3 separate regions of the Sus scrofa genome follow, and regions 2 and 3 are each linked to region 1. A link is a contact called in public Hi-C and HiChIP or PLAC-seq data. All regions are on one chromosome and are shown on one strand. The core of a region is the stretch at or near the end of the contact, and the rest is flanking DNA. Distances in the headings are between cores, read along the strand shown.

Region 1 (4,597 bases), core at 1,457-3,956:
TATTTGAGGGGCAAGGCTCTGGGGCTCCACATTAACATTTCAACATCTCTTTGAATAAACCTCTGGCTGGAAATAGCCTCAGTGCTGGCCCTTGGAGGACGGGCCCTTTCAGAACTGAGATAACAGTGCTACAAGATTTGCTCTGGTTTTCATCCATCTCTGTTGGTTCTAGGCCACTGAGAACAGACTGCCAGGCTCAGGACCCAGCCCTGGTCTGCCCCAGTAAAAGGGCAGCAGGGCGTTACCTGACTGCGTCGCTGCTTCAGCTTGATTTTGACGAGGAGGATGAGGCAGACCAAGGAAACCACGACGAAGAAAGCCAGGAAAATTCCCATATCAAAGTATTCAGTGGGTTGCTGGAACAGAACACAGACACTGTGAGTCACAGCTGTCTTCAGCCTGGGGATCGGCGCACAGGCTGGGTAGGACCTGGCAGAACAAGGAGGGGCCCCTGGGGTGCATCTTCCCTCTTGTGTAGGACACACCTCACAGTGTGGCCCAGGCAGTGCCTGTGGTGTGGCCCGGGGGAGGCCTGCACCACTGGTCTCAGCCAGGCCTCATAAGAGCCAAGGGGACTCTGTTCATAAAGCCTCGCTCCCTGTGGAATGAGCATAAAGTTCGCTGTAACCGGTAGGAGAGGCCCTTCCAGATAAACACAAATATCACATTTATGGGACAAAGGAGTGAGTGTCATGTTTTGAGGGAACAGTGATTACTAACCATATAATTAATGGTTTACAACAACTCAGAAAATTGCATGCTGCTTCCACAAATATCAGCTTCCACTGCAATGAGTCATATTTACCAAAGTGCGCTTTTTTCCTTTAAAAAGCAGCCAGCAAGTCAGTTCTGCAAACTCCCTCTAGTTTCAGTTCTTACCTTTTCCTCATGGCACACTGCCTCCTAAAACCTTAAAGCCATCTCAACTAGGACATGCGTTTAGCCAACAGGAATGGAGTTTTACTAATCCAATGTGATGGGGATCCGGGTATTTTCTGTGTACAAAAGAATTGGCCTTTACGTGACTATTTCAGTATTTGTGAGGAGGAAATAAACCATGTGTGGGGCACCTGTCCCAGGTGCCAGCAGTGTTCCTTTAACACACTTGTCAGAAGCCTAAAAAGTGAAGCTGTTCATTAACCACCTGGAAGTTGTGAGCGCCACTCCCAGTTGCAAGTGTACTTTTCCAGAATCAAATACAAACGAGGGGCTTGCAATAGTGCATTTACCCACAGGAAAAAGGAAGTACAGGCCTTTTTCTCAGTCTAGGTTCGATGGGAGGAGGGAGATACAGGAAGCTGAGTGCTGGGTATCCCTTCCCTCAGTCCCCCTCAGTGAGCCTTTCTGAGGGAGATGGGACAGAACAGAAAAGAGGACAAGAGGTTATCAAGAGAGGAGGCTGGGTGGAAGAGACATCTGGTCACAAACCATCTACCCTTGGGTGGACTTCTAGGAGAACTGGGTGAAATTTCTCCCCGGCCCCCGGCCGTATATCTGATCTAAACCCACAGGAAGCTAGGAGGCACCAGCATTTTAGCCGGAAGGAAGGCAGGAGCAAAAGGCCAAGCCCGAAGGGAATGAAGGTAAGGGTAGCAGCAGAGAAGGGGCCTGTGGCTCGCCGGGCCGAGGCTCACTCGAGGAGGGCGGTGCTGAATCTGAGCTCGAGCCACTTTCTGCTTGTTGACAATGTTCATCAGCTTGATGGCATCCGCGCCCTTTACGTACACCACCGGCCTCTTGAGCGGGTCTTCTGAGCCCTGATTGAGCTAAGGAAGAAGAGGGTCCTGGTTAGAAGACGCTATTACTTTAAGAAGCAAGAGAAAGGGAGGCTGGAGGAAAAGAATATTAAATGCCCTTTTGGAAATCCTCAAATGCTCAAAACACGACAGCCTCGGGGCTGAGGATGATGCTTGTTTTAGGATAGATCAGGACCTGAAGGGTCTTTGAAAAAGCCTCCCAACCCCTGACTTCCTGGCTTGGGACCCCTCTCGATACACTTGCCATGGAGTATGATGTGCAAACATGAATAACGAATGAGGGCAGACAGGTGCAAAGGCCCTGAGGATGATGGTGACAGGTGTGTGAGAAGCCACACCAAGTAAAGGAAGTGCTTCTCTCAGGGACACTACAGCGTGGGCCTGGCCCCAGGAGTTTACCTGATCAATAGCCTCTGGGTTTTCAGACACATCGAAGATGACCGCCGTGGCTCCCCGCTGCACCGCTCGCTTGGCCTGGCAGAGGGAAAAAGAGCAGATTGGTCCTCTGACCTTTCTGAAGCTGGCCTTGGAAATCAGACCTGTATCTGAATGCAGAAGCTGACAGTCGCCAACTTATGTGACTGGGCAAGCTACTAACTTTCCTAAGCTTCGACTTGAAAAAAAAAAGGGTGTTTGTGTGTGGGGGAATAGCACCTACCTTACACAGTTATCCTGAGAACCAAATGGGTTAAAGTGGTGAAAATAAATAAATGTGCACTCAATTAACATTTGCCTCTCTACCCAGCCTAAATGTGAAGGGCAAACTACAAATCAACCACCTGCCCTGTTAGCATAAAGGTATTGGTTTCAGTATTTTCCGCTGTGAACACAGGGCCGTCGGAAACTAAAGCAAATGCCTTTGGCCCTTCTCCTGTGGCCTTGCTTCCTCCCCATGTCATCCAGGGCTACAGTTAGAAGAGCACACTGGGTATTTCCAAGGGGATCTCAAAATGGTCAATTTTAATAACTGACATAAGCCGAAGACCATTGGAGATGCTGTCAGGGGGAAAAGCTATGAGAAGTAATTGTAAATGGGGATTTGGAGCAGTTGGCTGCCAAACTGGCTGCACATCAAAAACCACTTGGGAAGTTTGTAAAGCAGATTTCCTGGCTCAAACCACAGAGACTGATTCAGCAGGGCTGGAGTAAGGCCCAGGAAACTGAGTTCTGAAAGTTTTCTGAGGTCTTCTGATGATTCAACTACTTGGAGAACTTCTTCTTCTTCTTTTTTTTGTCTTTTGTCTTTTTTAGGGCTGCACCCTAGCATATAGAGGTTCCCAGGCTAAGAGTCGAACTGGAGCTACAGCTGCTGGCCTATACCAGAGCCATAGCAACTCGGAATCTAAGCCGCGTCTGCAAGCACACCACAGCTCATGGCAACGCTGGATCCTTAATACTTGAGGAACTTCTGATCAGAGATGAGATTAAAATATTTTAAGAACAAATGAAAAGTGGTGGGATTCTTTTTTGGAGGAATGGATTCCTTTCCATCCCGAGTGAACCTTCTAATTTCATGTCCAGCTGAGTGGACAACAGGGTAGAAGCTGAGGAAGAATAAGACATAAGAGAGCCCTTGCTTTTAGGAACCTGAATCTTGTTAGGAAAGCAAGACATCTCTAAAATGGGGGAAAATCAAAACAAAAATCAAATTTCTTATAAAACGGGCAAATATTAGCTGGTACTCAGAGATCAAGAAAGTTTCCATGGGCCAGAGAGCTTGAGAAAAAATAGAGTCTGAATTCCTTCCACAGAAAGAATCACTCCAGGTGTTCCCCTTGTGGTGCAGTGGAAACGAATCTGACTAGGAACCATGAGGTTGCAGGTTCAATCCTGGCCTCACTCAGTGGGTTAAGTAAGCTGTGGTGTAGGTCGCAGATGCGGCTCGAATCTGGCATTGCTGTGGCTCTGGCGTAGGCCGGCAGCTGTAGCTCCGATTAGACCCCTAGCCTGGGAACCTCCATATGCCGCAGGTTCAGCCCTAAAAATACAAAAAAAAAAAAAAAAAAAAAAAAAAAGAATCACTCCACTTGGATGAAAGCAACTGAGCCTTAGGCCAGAATGTGGCCAGTTCAATGGTGCCCTCAGCCCACTAGAGGGCAGTCTTATCCCACAGCTTTTATGAGACAACACCCTGTTCTTTGTACTAAGCAAGCAGCAAATCCTTGGGGATATAGCAAAGTTCTCTGCAACTTAGCCAGCTCAGGCTTCTGAATGCTGTGTTGCAGAAGCTGTTCTTGTTCTGCTGGGGACTCCTTCTCGATGAGATTTAGCGTCTTTAGTGGCTCTGCCGCTTGACCATCCCACCCGTTCCATTGCCAGCACACTGCATCAGGAGGGACTCCTGGGAGCGAGTCACCAAATCTCTTTGGGCCTCAGCCTGTCTCCCCACCTTTAAAAGGAGAAAGAAGCATGTGTCATGATGACTAGGGTGCCTTCTAGTTCCCAATCCTGGCCACTCAAGAAGGCAAGGGACTGTCCAGAGAGATGCAGAAAGAGCTGCAACGGCTGTCACCTCCTTCAGCAAGAGAGGACAGGATGGATGGCCCAGTGAGAAAGTTCGAGGCCAGGTGGGGTCATTTTCTCCACAAAGCTCACTGACCTCTGTGCGCCCTTCCCTGCCCCCACTCACTCGGGTGTTTCCCATCCTTTAGCACTGCTGCTGCTTCCATCAGGCCAGGGCAGGTCTGCTCCAGCCAGCAGGTGACCAGCAGCCCCTCAGCGGAATGTGGAATAAATGCTGTCACGGCCCTTTATTTACCTTTCCAGGGCTGCAAGACCTGAGGCTAGACCATGCCCACAGCCACCCAGACAAGTAACAAAAGTGCAAAACATCTGCATAC
Region 2 (4,597 bases), core at 712-3,211, 200 kb after region 1:
TTACCTAGAGCTACCTGATTGCAAATGTTAACCATGACTGCAAGATACCTTCCCAGCAGCACCTAGATTAGTGTTTGATAGACTAACTGGGTATTAAAACTTAGTCAACTTAACTTATAAAGCTAACTCTAAGAGGAGAAAATTGTTCAGAGAAGTTATGTAAATTATCCGAGATTATCCAGCTGACCACTGTCAAAGCTGCAGCTGGAAACTGCTGTGTGGGACCACAAAGTCCATACTCTCCCACGAGTCTTGCTGGGTCTGAGCTTCCAGAAAAATTCTGAAACATCTGAGGAGATTCCTTATCCTCTGCGTGAAGCTGTTATTTCTGTGTCTTAGCTATTTCTGTGCCTCTTCTCCTGGACAGTTCTTTGAGAAAAGGTCTGTGTGTTAATATAATTGCATTTTCCACAGAACTAGCAAAGAGCCCAGTGTATGCCAAGCATTTAGTGAATATTTGCAGAATTAGGGAATCAGGTCATCTTTCCCAACATGTGTTTCCTAGGTACAGCACTGAACTAAGCTTTAACTCTAAGAGGTTGATGCTAACTTTTTTTTTTTTTTAGTTCAACTTTTGCTTGAATTGAATCTCAGTTTCCCCAATAGCTACAACAAGCCAAAGGAAAGGACTCTGTGGCCAAGGTGGAATATCCTAGAATTCTATGGTGCATTCCGACTCTGATTTCTTGACAACCCTATAAGATGGGTCCTACTACTATTCTTGGATGAATAATAGAAAAACAGAGGCTCTGAAAAGTTACAGACCTGTCTAGGGTTACAGTGTTTGTAAGTAGTGAAGCTCACACTTGAACCCAGGCAGTGAATTCTACCCTCTACTGTCTACCCAAGAGGTCTCACTGCCCAAGGCAAACTAGCCTCTGCAACCAGATTCCTGTGACATGCAGTTGATTTACTCCACTTCCAAATGAGAAACAGAGAAGCCACCTGTTAATAAAGGCAGCACCAGGACCAGTGGTCAGGAACCCTGGCTTCTGGCTCTCGGCTCCTGGCTCCCATCCTGCAGACACCTTCTTCTGTTTGCCTCTCAAAGTGAGGCCTCACTGGGAACTCTGCATGCCCTGCCTGGGCCTCCAGCTGCTGTTTACTCAGCTAGGTGTGGGCTCTGCCTGGCTCCCAGTCTGCTGTTTGCACAGTAAATGTCACCCAGTCTATTCCCCCACTCAAGGACAGGAACAGAGACTGAAAGGAGCATTCCTTTGCTGGTTTCAGACACCTTGAGTTAAGTTTTCAGTTTCTATCTAATGAAATGCAAATCACTATGGTGGGGGTCATCTCAGAAGCATCTTGTCCTAAAAGTGATAGGCCAGGCCTGGGACCTTTCCATGTCTGTGCAACCTCCAGGAAACCAGACTGAAGTCACAGGGATTTACGTTTCAATCTCACTTCCACCACGGGATAGTTGCAGGACCTTGGGCTTAACCTCTCAGAGCCCCATGTTCCTCCTTTGAGAAATGGAGCCAATTCCTACCTTGCAGAAATAAAAGAGAGAGAAGATGCCAAGCACTTTGCACCATGAGCCTGGCAAATGTCCCATACTTGTTAGCTAATGTTCCTTATAATGACTTCTTTCATACATCTTCATGCTGGTTTCTTTGAAAATAAGGGGAGCTTTACAAGCAAGGAGGACACAACAAGGCTTTCTGCTCTTAGTTACTCTGATTTCCTATTACCTGGCTTCTTCCAGAAAAAGCTTCCAAGAACTTTTAGACTCAGAGTAAACAAACAAGGGAGATTTTAATCAGTAAAACAGATGTGCAGATTACATCTTTCTCAGGAAGGCCGCTGCCTACAGCTCCAAGCAAATCCACTCAATCAGTAACTTTACCTCCCCGATCGATTTCCAACCAGCAGTTCCTGTTTTTGAACCAGGATATGCAAACAAGAGCACTTACTGGAAGGGAGGGTTCAGGGCCTCTCAGATTTCGTCAGCTGCCCACTCTCCCAGGAGAGCAGGTGGGACCAGTCTAGCCAGCAGCCAAAGCCTGAAGGCAAACTCCACATTTCAAGGTCTACAGGGCCTCTTCCTTTTGAGTTTTTTATTTCAATGGGATACACAGAAGAAATGCCAAGGAGGAAACAGGGTGGATTTACAGTTGCCAAGCCAAGTGGGGTACGGGGGAAAAAAAACAAGATGAAGTGGAAAAGGTCAGCTACCTCACTGTGCAAAGTGAGGAGGTGGGGGAGAGCTACAGCCGGGCCACAGCCTCAGCTCTTAGAACCCTGGGTTCCCAGCCCACTTCCTGACCCCAAGAGATAACCTCTCCCTGGGCCTCCAAGGGGAAGCGACAACATCACCCAAGCTCAGGCACCTGGAGTCCCTTCAGGTTTCTTTAGGGAGAGAAGCAGAGAGAGGAACGGGGGAGAGGGTGTGAAGAATTTAAAGCCAAACAAGCGAAGTGTGGGCATGGGAGGGAAATCCTCCCTCTCTCTCTTTCTCCTCCCTTCATTTTTAGAGAAAAGCTCTTGGTTAAAACAAAAATATTAAGGAAGTCTTGAAGGGGGCTAAGGATGAGGGTAGGCAAAGGACAAGGGATGTTCCAGGAAGTTGAAATAAGTTTACAGAAATCCAGGATCTTTTTATCCACTTAGTCTCCGGAAAAGTAGCAGGTGTTAAAGGTTGAATATATATGTTAGTTTCAGGTCTTTTTTAGCACCCGATGAGCTATTTACTGCTTTCTAGAGATTCTAGGGCAAGAGCCAGGTGGCAAGTAGCCTCTCTAGTGTGGAGAAGGGACAGCGGGAAACATAAAGCTCAATCCTGTGCAAACTCCTACTCATTCTTCAAAGCCCTCACAAACACTGCCTCCTCTATGAAGCCTTTCCTATGGCCTTCGCTCCTCAGTACCACCCTTAAGAGCTGGTTACAGTTAAACTGCATTAGAATTATTTATTGTCTCTCTCCTCTTTTAGATGCTGGTCCCTGAGAAAAGATAAAGGTAGCACAGAGTTCAGGATGAATGAATGACTTCAAATCAAGGTTTTCTGGCTGTGGTTTTGACCATGATCTTTGGAAATATCAGTTTATTTCACGTGTACACACACATTTTTTATAAAATCGTTCAATGCAAATGGTTGAGCACAGGTGAAGGGGGGAAGTTACCCAGTGGCCTAGTGGGTTAAGGATCCAGCATTGTCACTGCTGTGGCTCTGGTCACTGCTGGGGTGCAGGTTCCGTCCCTGGCCTGGGAATTTCTGCATGCTGCAGATGCAGCCAAAAAAAAAAAAAAAAAAAAAAAAAATTAGAGGAGTTCCTTTAGAAAACCGCTTTTAATTTCCCCATCAAATTTTTAAGTAAAACTTAGATAATCCTCTTCCTGTAAGCCTGAACAATTTTTGATGAAACATGTCAATTGAGAAATGTTTATTCCCATCCAAGTCCTTTCGAGTCTGGCTATCTTTTCTTCCCCTTTCTCTGTTCCAGAATTTAAGAAAGATTTAGATTCATTTGCCCCTTCAGTTGTAAAGTAGCCTGGTCACCTAGGACTCCTGCCCCCAGACTGTATCTCTGGGATGTCAGAGAATCGGCACCTGTCCCTGGACAGAGCTGCCCTGGGTGGTGTCTGAGGCTGGTCTAAGTAGAAAATGCAATCACTGGTCGCAAGCAGGGATAGGGTCCATGAAGCAGGAGATATATCACAGTGAAGCACACCCGGTGAGTTTTCCCCAGTGGCTCCCTCCCTCAACCAAAGAACAAAATGCATTTATCCATCACACAGACCGTGACCTCCCATGAGATTCCAGGGGTGGGATTTGGATTATGCCACACGTGGGGACAAGTGGCTTGTGGGAGCCATCCTACACAGACCAGGTGAGCCAGGCTGCGGGGTCGGAGGTGGAGGGGGGTTGGGAAAGAAGAGGTTGGGGTCTGCAATTTTAAAAAGGGACCTTAGGGGTTCTCTTGTGGTGTAGCGGGATAAGGATCCTGCATTGTCACTGCAGCAGCTGAGGTCACTGCTGTGGCATGGGTTCAGTCCCTGGCCAGGGAAATCCCACATGCTGGGAGCAAGGCCAACTAAATGAATAGATAAAAAGGGACCCTATTGGTTTGTACGAAATACAATCATTTTGCATTTGAACACAAGTTGTATCTTCCAGCCTAGACTTCTGAGAACTGTGGAAGTTCTTGGCTAGCAAATATCAAAAGATGGGAGGAAAGGAGTTCCCTAGTGGCTCACTAGGTATTGTCACTGCTGTGGCTCGCTGCAGCCGTGGCACAGATTCGATCCCTGCGCCCTGGAACTTCCGCATGCCATGGGTGTGGCCAAAAAGAACAACAACAACAACAAAAAATGGAAGGGAGAAAGACTAATGGGAAACTAGGAAGAATGCAGGAATGGCACTTGGCAGTGAGGTGGATCATCCTTGGTAACATGGATCATCCTTGGTAACAATCACACTTATCACGCATTGCCTGCTTCTTGGTGTCATGAACTGTGTTTAATATATTATCTTGGTCAGTGCTTGATTCTCATTTTACCAACAGGGGAACTGAGGGTCAGAGGGGTTAAGTAACTTGTCCGAGGTTCCCTAACTAGTACGTGTTTGAAAACCTGTCCAGTGTCTGTACATCACAAGC
Region 3 (4,597 bases), core at 566-3,065, 140 kb after region 1:
TACAGCAGTATCCAAAAAAAAAAGTCCAAAAGCCTTTAACATAGGTGGAGTCACAGAACTCAAACATGTGTTCCCCTTCTCTTTATCCTGCAGAAGTTTCATATGGGGATGCCAAGGACACACCTCAAAGGACCAGGCTGCACAGCTCCCCATCCTATCCATGCAGGGCTTTGAGTCTGCACCAGGGGAGGGGAAAGGAAAAGATGCTTACAGTCACTCCATTCGGTACCCTTCTCTCCATTCATTACTCATCCAAGAGTAAAGTGCAGAAGGCCCAAAGCTTAGAGCACAGCAGCCATACCCTCACCCCCACAAGGTTCAAAGACCAGCCAAGCACGTCCAATTGCCCATTCCAGGCATGCGTATTAACCGCAGTAAGTATACTGGCTGTCTACTAACAAGTTGATAAAAATCACAGCCAAAGAAGCAGGAAGGCATCTACCCACTTCACCATGTGCGGAGGCTTAGGCTAGAGTCCCTCCTCCAAAGAGCCGGGTCAGCTGAAAGCTAGCTCTCCCTTGCCAGCTTCCTTTGGAATGCACACCTCTTTCATCTGGAGCAAGGTAGAGGCCCCATCAGTGAGCGACCCTGTCTCCGGACTTCCAGGCCCTCTGCAGAAGTCCCAGCCGAGGAGCGGGCAGGCTGCCGCCCTCCCATCCTCTGTAATCTGAGGCACGCAGCGAGGGCTGCCTGCTTCGGCCACTCCAGGGCACCCGCGATCCCCACTCCTCAGTGAACTCCCGCCGCTCTCCTGCCTGCAGCTACTCGTCCAGATCCCTGCCACAGGGTCAGCGCCCAGGTGAGGCTGGCGACAGGTTCCAGGGGAGAATGTTGTGCAGACCCTCGGACAAGCCTGACTATTCCCCAAAGGAACATGCATGGGTGAGCACAGTCTGCGACCTGGAACAAGCCACCCCATCCATCATCACTTATCTTTCCAAAGTTGGCATTCAACAGGTAGTTCCCCGGACTTCCACCTGAGGCGAACCGAATGCCTCGACGGCCCAAGGGGGCTGTGAGGACCCGGGGTCCCCTCCCGCTGCCCAACCCATAAGAGGCCGAGCCCCCACGTGCGCTCGCCCCCCGCTGCGGCGCCCCGGAGGCCGCGTCCCGCCCGCCCGCCAGGGAGGGATGCCGCCAGCCTCCTCGCCGCCCCTCCCGCCCTCCCGCCCGCTCGCGGCGGGGTCGGCGGGCGCAGCCCCCGGAGCCATCTTGTGGCGGCGGCGGCGCGGGCCCCGGGCGGCGGGCAGCTACCTGCACAATCTCGCCCTCCGCGCTGAGCGTGGCCCCGGCCCGCGAGAAGCGGCCCGTGAGGCCGGTGGTGTAGGTGGTGTAGTCGCCGCTCGGGCTCGACTCGAACAGCACCACCTCCACGAATGCCGTCTCCTTGGCCCGTGCCGCGCCGGGCCCCGCGGCCGCCAGCAACAGCCCGAGCAGCAGTGGCAGCGGCGGCGGCGGCGGCAGGCGGCGGCCGCGGGGGCCGCGGGGGCGGCGGCGGAGGCGGCGGCGGCGGCGGCCCGGGGCCCCTGGGCGCCCGCCCGAGCGCGGCCTCATGGTCCTGCGGCGGGAGGGCGCGGAGGGCGGGCGCGGCCGGGCATAGTCGCGGGCCGGTTGAGGACCGAGCGCGGGCGGACGCCTACAGCCCCATTGCGGCGGCGGCAGCTGCTTTGTGGGTCGCAGGCTCGGCTCGGCTCCCCCGGCCGTCGCGCCGCGGCCCTTTCATCTGCTCCACGTGAGGGGTTATCCCCGCCCCGGCAACGTCGTGACCCGCTCTCCCCTCCCTCCCCGCGCTCGACCGCCGCTGCCGCCGGGGGGAGAGGGTAGGCGGGGCGGGCGCGCCTGCGGCGGGGGGCGGTGCCGGATGGCCAAACACGCCTCCATGTTCGCCCCGCCCTCGCCATGGCCACGCCCCTCCGGCTGTCTGCGCCCCACCCCTTTCTGTTGCTCCGCCCACCGCCCTTATAGCCACGCCCCTCGTCATAGCTCCGCCTCCACCCTCTAGCCCCACCCCCTCGACCGCGCTCCGCCCTCTGCGGCAGACATAACTCCTCACGGTTGCATGAGTTCGGCGGGAATTTGGATCGCATCCTGTTCTGGGGTGATGTGTGTCCTTTCTGGAGGCCCCACACCCCCAGTCCCTCGCAAGAGTTGTGGTCCTTTTTGGACCCCCGCCCAAATCCACAGTTCCCGGGAGCGGAGCCACCGCACCCGGCCTTCCACCCCTACCCCCACCTCCGGGATCGTAGGACTAGGGCCCCGGCGGTCTGGGGCGGTTTGCAGCTTGGCCATGCCGGGCGTGACCGGTTCTTGCGCTGGTATCGCTTAGACAGTTACTCTCAAGTCTGTGGGTATGGGAAGGGGAGAGAGGGGGGAGAAAGTCATTAAGCCGTTTGGACTCTGATGGAGATAATCTTTATGCAGCCCCAGAGGCAGTAACCGAAATGCCCCCCTCGAGAGAAGTTCTGAAATTTTGATTATTCTCTCCGTGTGCAGAAGTTGGAAGGTTCCAACACCGCCACCCTTTACGTGCAGAGGATAGCTACCAAATAAACATACCTAAGACACGTGCTCCAGGGCCTTGGGTTCCCAGTCACCCAGAAGATAAACTTTGAATTCTCTTCCGCTCTCAGCATGAGTTTTCCTTTCTCATCTATTCCTCTCTGAGAATCAAACCTTCCTTCAAAATCCAGATTCACTTCCCACTTCCTCCGTGGAGTCTTCCTTCTCTGACCAGAATGGCTTTGTTCAGATGTTTGCAAATACTTGGTTAGGATGATCTGCTTCTACTTGCTACCACACCCAAAAATATTAAAAAAAAGAAAAAAAAGAAAAAGGAAGAAAAAAAGTAAAGAAAGTGCATTGAGAATTGTCTTGGGTAAACAATTTACCAAGGTTACAATTTAAAGTAGAAAAGGTATTTTCAAAATATGGAATAGAAAATACTCTTGAGGGGAGTTCCCGTTGTGGCTCAGTGTTTAACAGATCCGACTAGGAACCATAAGGTTTGGGTTCGGTCCCTAGCCTTGCTCAGTGGATTAAGGATCCGGCGTTGCTGTGAGCTGTGGTGTAGGTCACAGATGCAGCTCAGATCCCGCGTTGCTGTGGCTCTGGCGTAGGCTGGTGGCTACAGCTCCGATTCGACCTCTAGCCTGGGAACCTCCATATGCAGCGGGAGCGGCCCAAGAAATGGCAAAAAGACAAAAAAAAAAAAAAAGAAAGAAAAGAAGAGAAAATACTCTTGAAAAAAAAACCTCACAGGTCTATGATGCTGCATTTGGACCACTCGGAACTTCTGCTCAGGAAGGATACCCCTGGGAAAACAGGGCTTTCTGAGCATGGTGCGTTTTTAGTTTCTCCAGAACCAAGCCTAACCAGTGCTGACCAGACTGGGCAACATCAGTCATGATGGCGGTCTCCCTCTGCTGGAAAAGTCCAGTCCTTAAGGGAGATGTCAGTCACTACAGCTGTCATGACACTTTGCACTATTTGAAATTCAAGGTCACCACCAATTGATGAATGGATAAACAAATGTGGTATAGCCGTACAATGGCATATTCTTCCCCAGGGAATGAGGTACAGATGCGTGCTATAACACAGATGAACCTTGAAAACATGCTAAGTGAAAGAAGCCAGTCACAAAGAACCACATAGTAGCTAATTCCATTTATATAGAAATGTCCAGAATAGACAAATCTACAGAGACAGAAATTAGATTAGAGGTTGCAAGGGACTGGGGGGAGGCAGGAATAGGTAGTGATTGCTAACGGGTTTCTTTGGGGAGTGATAAAAATGTTCCAGAATTAGTTGTGATGGTTGCACAACTCCGAAAATATACTAAAAGCTACTGTTTTACGCACTTTAAAGGGGTGAATTTAATGGTATATGCATTATATCTCAATACAGTTGTTAAACAAAACCATTAGTGGTTTTTCTCATGCACACACATAACACATGGGATACTGTGTCAGGATATTCTGTGTCCTTTGAAGTCTTAGTTCAAATTGCACACCCTCAGCAAGGCCTACCCAGGCTACTCTATTTAAAACAGCCCTGTTCCCCACTCCCAACCTCCCTTGACCTGCCCCACCCATACCCCGTAACATTTATCACCTTCTAACATACTAAATAATTTGCTTATTTATTTGTGTCTCTCCTCCATGCTCCATAAACATGCATGCCAGAGAACAAATTCTACAATGGCAAGAATCTCATCTTATTCACTGACTTAGGCTGAGGCTCCCTGGCCCAGAGACGGTGCTCAATAAATATTTGCTGCATGAATTAATGACTAAATGAATGAGTGATAAGCTCATTGCTGTGTATCCCTCTCATTTTGCAGACATCTGGGGCAGCTTGTTAACAGCTGTTTAGGAGCACTGGGCTTCGTGAGATCAAAATAAATTCTGAATGTGGAGAAGAGCAATATCTTTCCCTCAGGGACTGTGATGAAAACCCAGACAAGGGTCAAAAAAGAAACCGGTTTAGATTTTTTAAATCTGCTTCAAGGAAGGTATGATTAATAAGACACAGGACAGCAATGCAAAGGTAACACAATTCATCTAACAACAGTGTAAAGCTGTTTAGAAATTGAGGTATT

Evidence for each region. Hi-C and Micro-C count contacts between places; a contact is called where the count stands out from the background. HiChIP or PLAC-seq counts read pairs in DNA pulled down with a chosen protein or histone mark.
Region 2: a contact with region 1 is called in an H3K27ac HiChIP or PLAC-seq map of skeletal muscle. The contact joins two enhancer-like sites.
Region 3: a Hi-C map of omental adipose tissue shows a contact between it and region 1, with 5 times the contacts expected there. The contact joins the promoter of ZNRF3 here to the enhancer-like site in region 1. A contact is called at or near these places in 5 of 5 promoter capture datasets (fetal liver, fetal skeletal muscle, liver and 1 more), 34 of 47 Hi-C or Micro-C datasets (adipose tissue, alveolar macrophages, blood and 16 more) and 2 of 2 datasets of contacts at active chromatin or transcription factors (alveolar macrophages and skeletal muscle).

Annotation. Positions count from the first base shown.
Region 1 is chr14:46,225,995-46,230,591 of Sscrofa11.1, reverse strand. ZNRF3 (E3 ubiquitin-protein ligase ZNRF3) reads right to left here. Exons shown (of 9, transcript XM_021073755.1): 3 at 2,157-2,231; 4 at 1,635-1,766; 5 at 246-356. Among named protein-coding and RNA genes, the nearest start is that of C14H22orf31, 26 kb to the left of the region's middle. Within about 2 kb of position 2,706, at least 20 of the 83 cell types and tissues checked have an H3K27ac peak or open chromatin away from gene starts, as enhancers often do. A contact at or near this core is called in alveolar macrophages, epiblast stem cells, fetal liver and 3 more, where this site is marked.
Region 2 is chr14:46,027,270-46,031,866 of Sscrofa11.1, reverse strand. The region is part of intron 2 of LOC110256860 (a long non-coding RNA gene); the gene reads left to right. Among named protein-coding and RNA genes, the nearest start is that of XBP1, 13 kb to the right of the region's middle. Within about 2 kb of position 1,961, at least 29 of the 83 cell types and tissues checked have an H3K27ac peak or open chromatin away from gene starts, as enhancers often do. A contact at or near this core is called in skeletal muscle, where this site is marked.
Region 3 is chr14:46,089,218-46,093,814 of Sscrofa11.1, reverse strand. It overlaps ZNRF3 (E3 ubiquitin-protein ligase ZNRF3), which reads right to left and starts at 1,815. Exons shown (of 9, transcript XM_021073755.1): 1 at 1,255-1,815. The coding sequence starts at 1,554.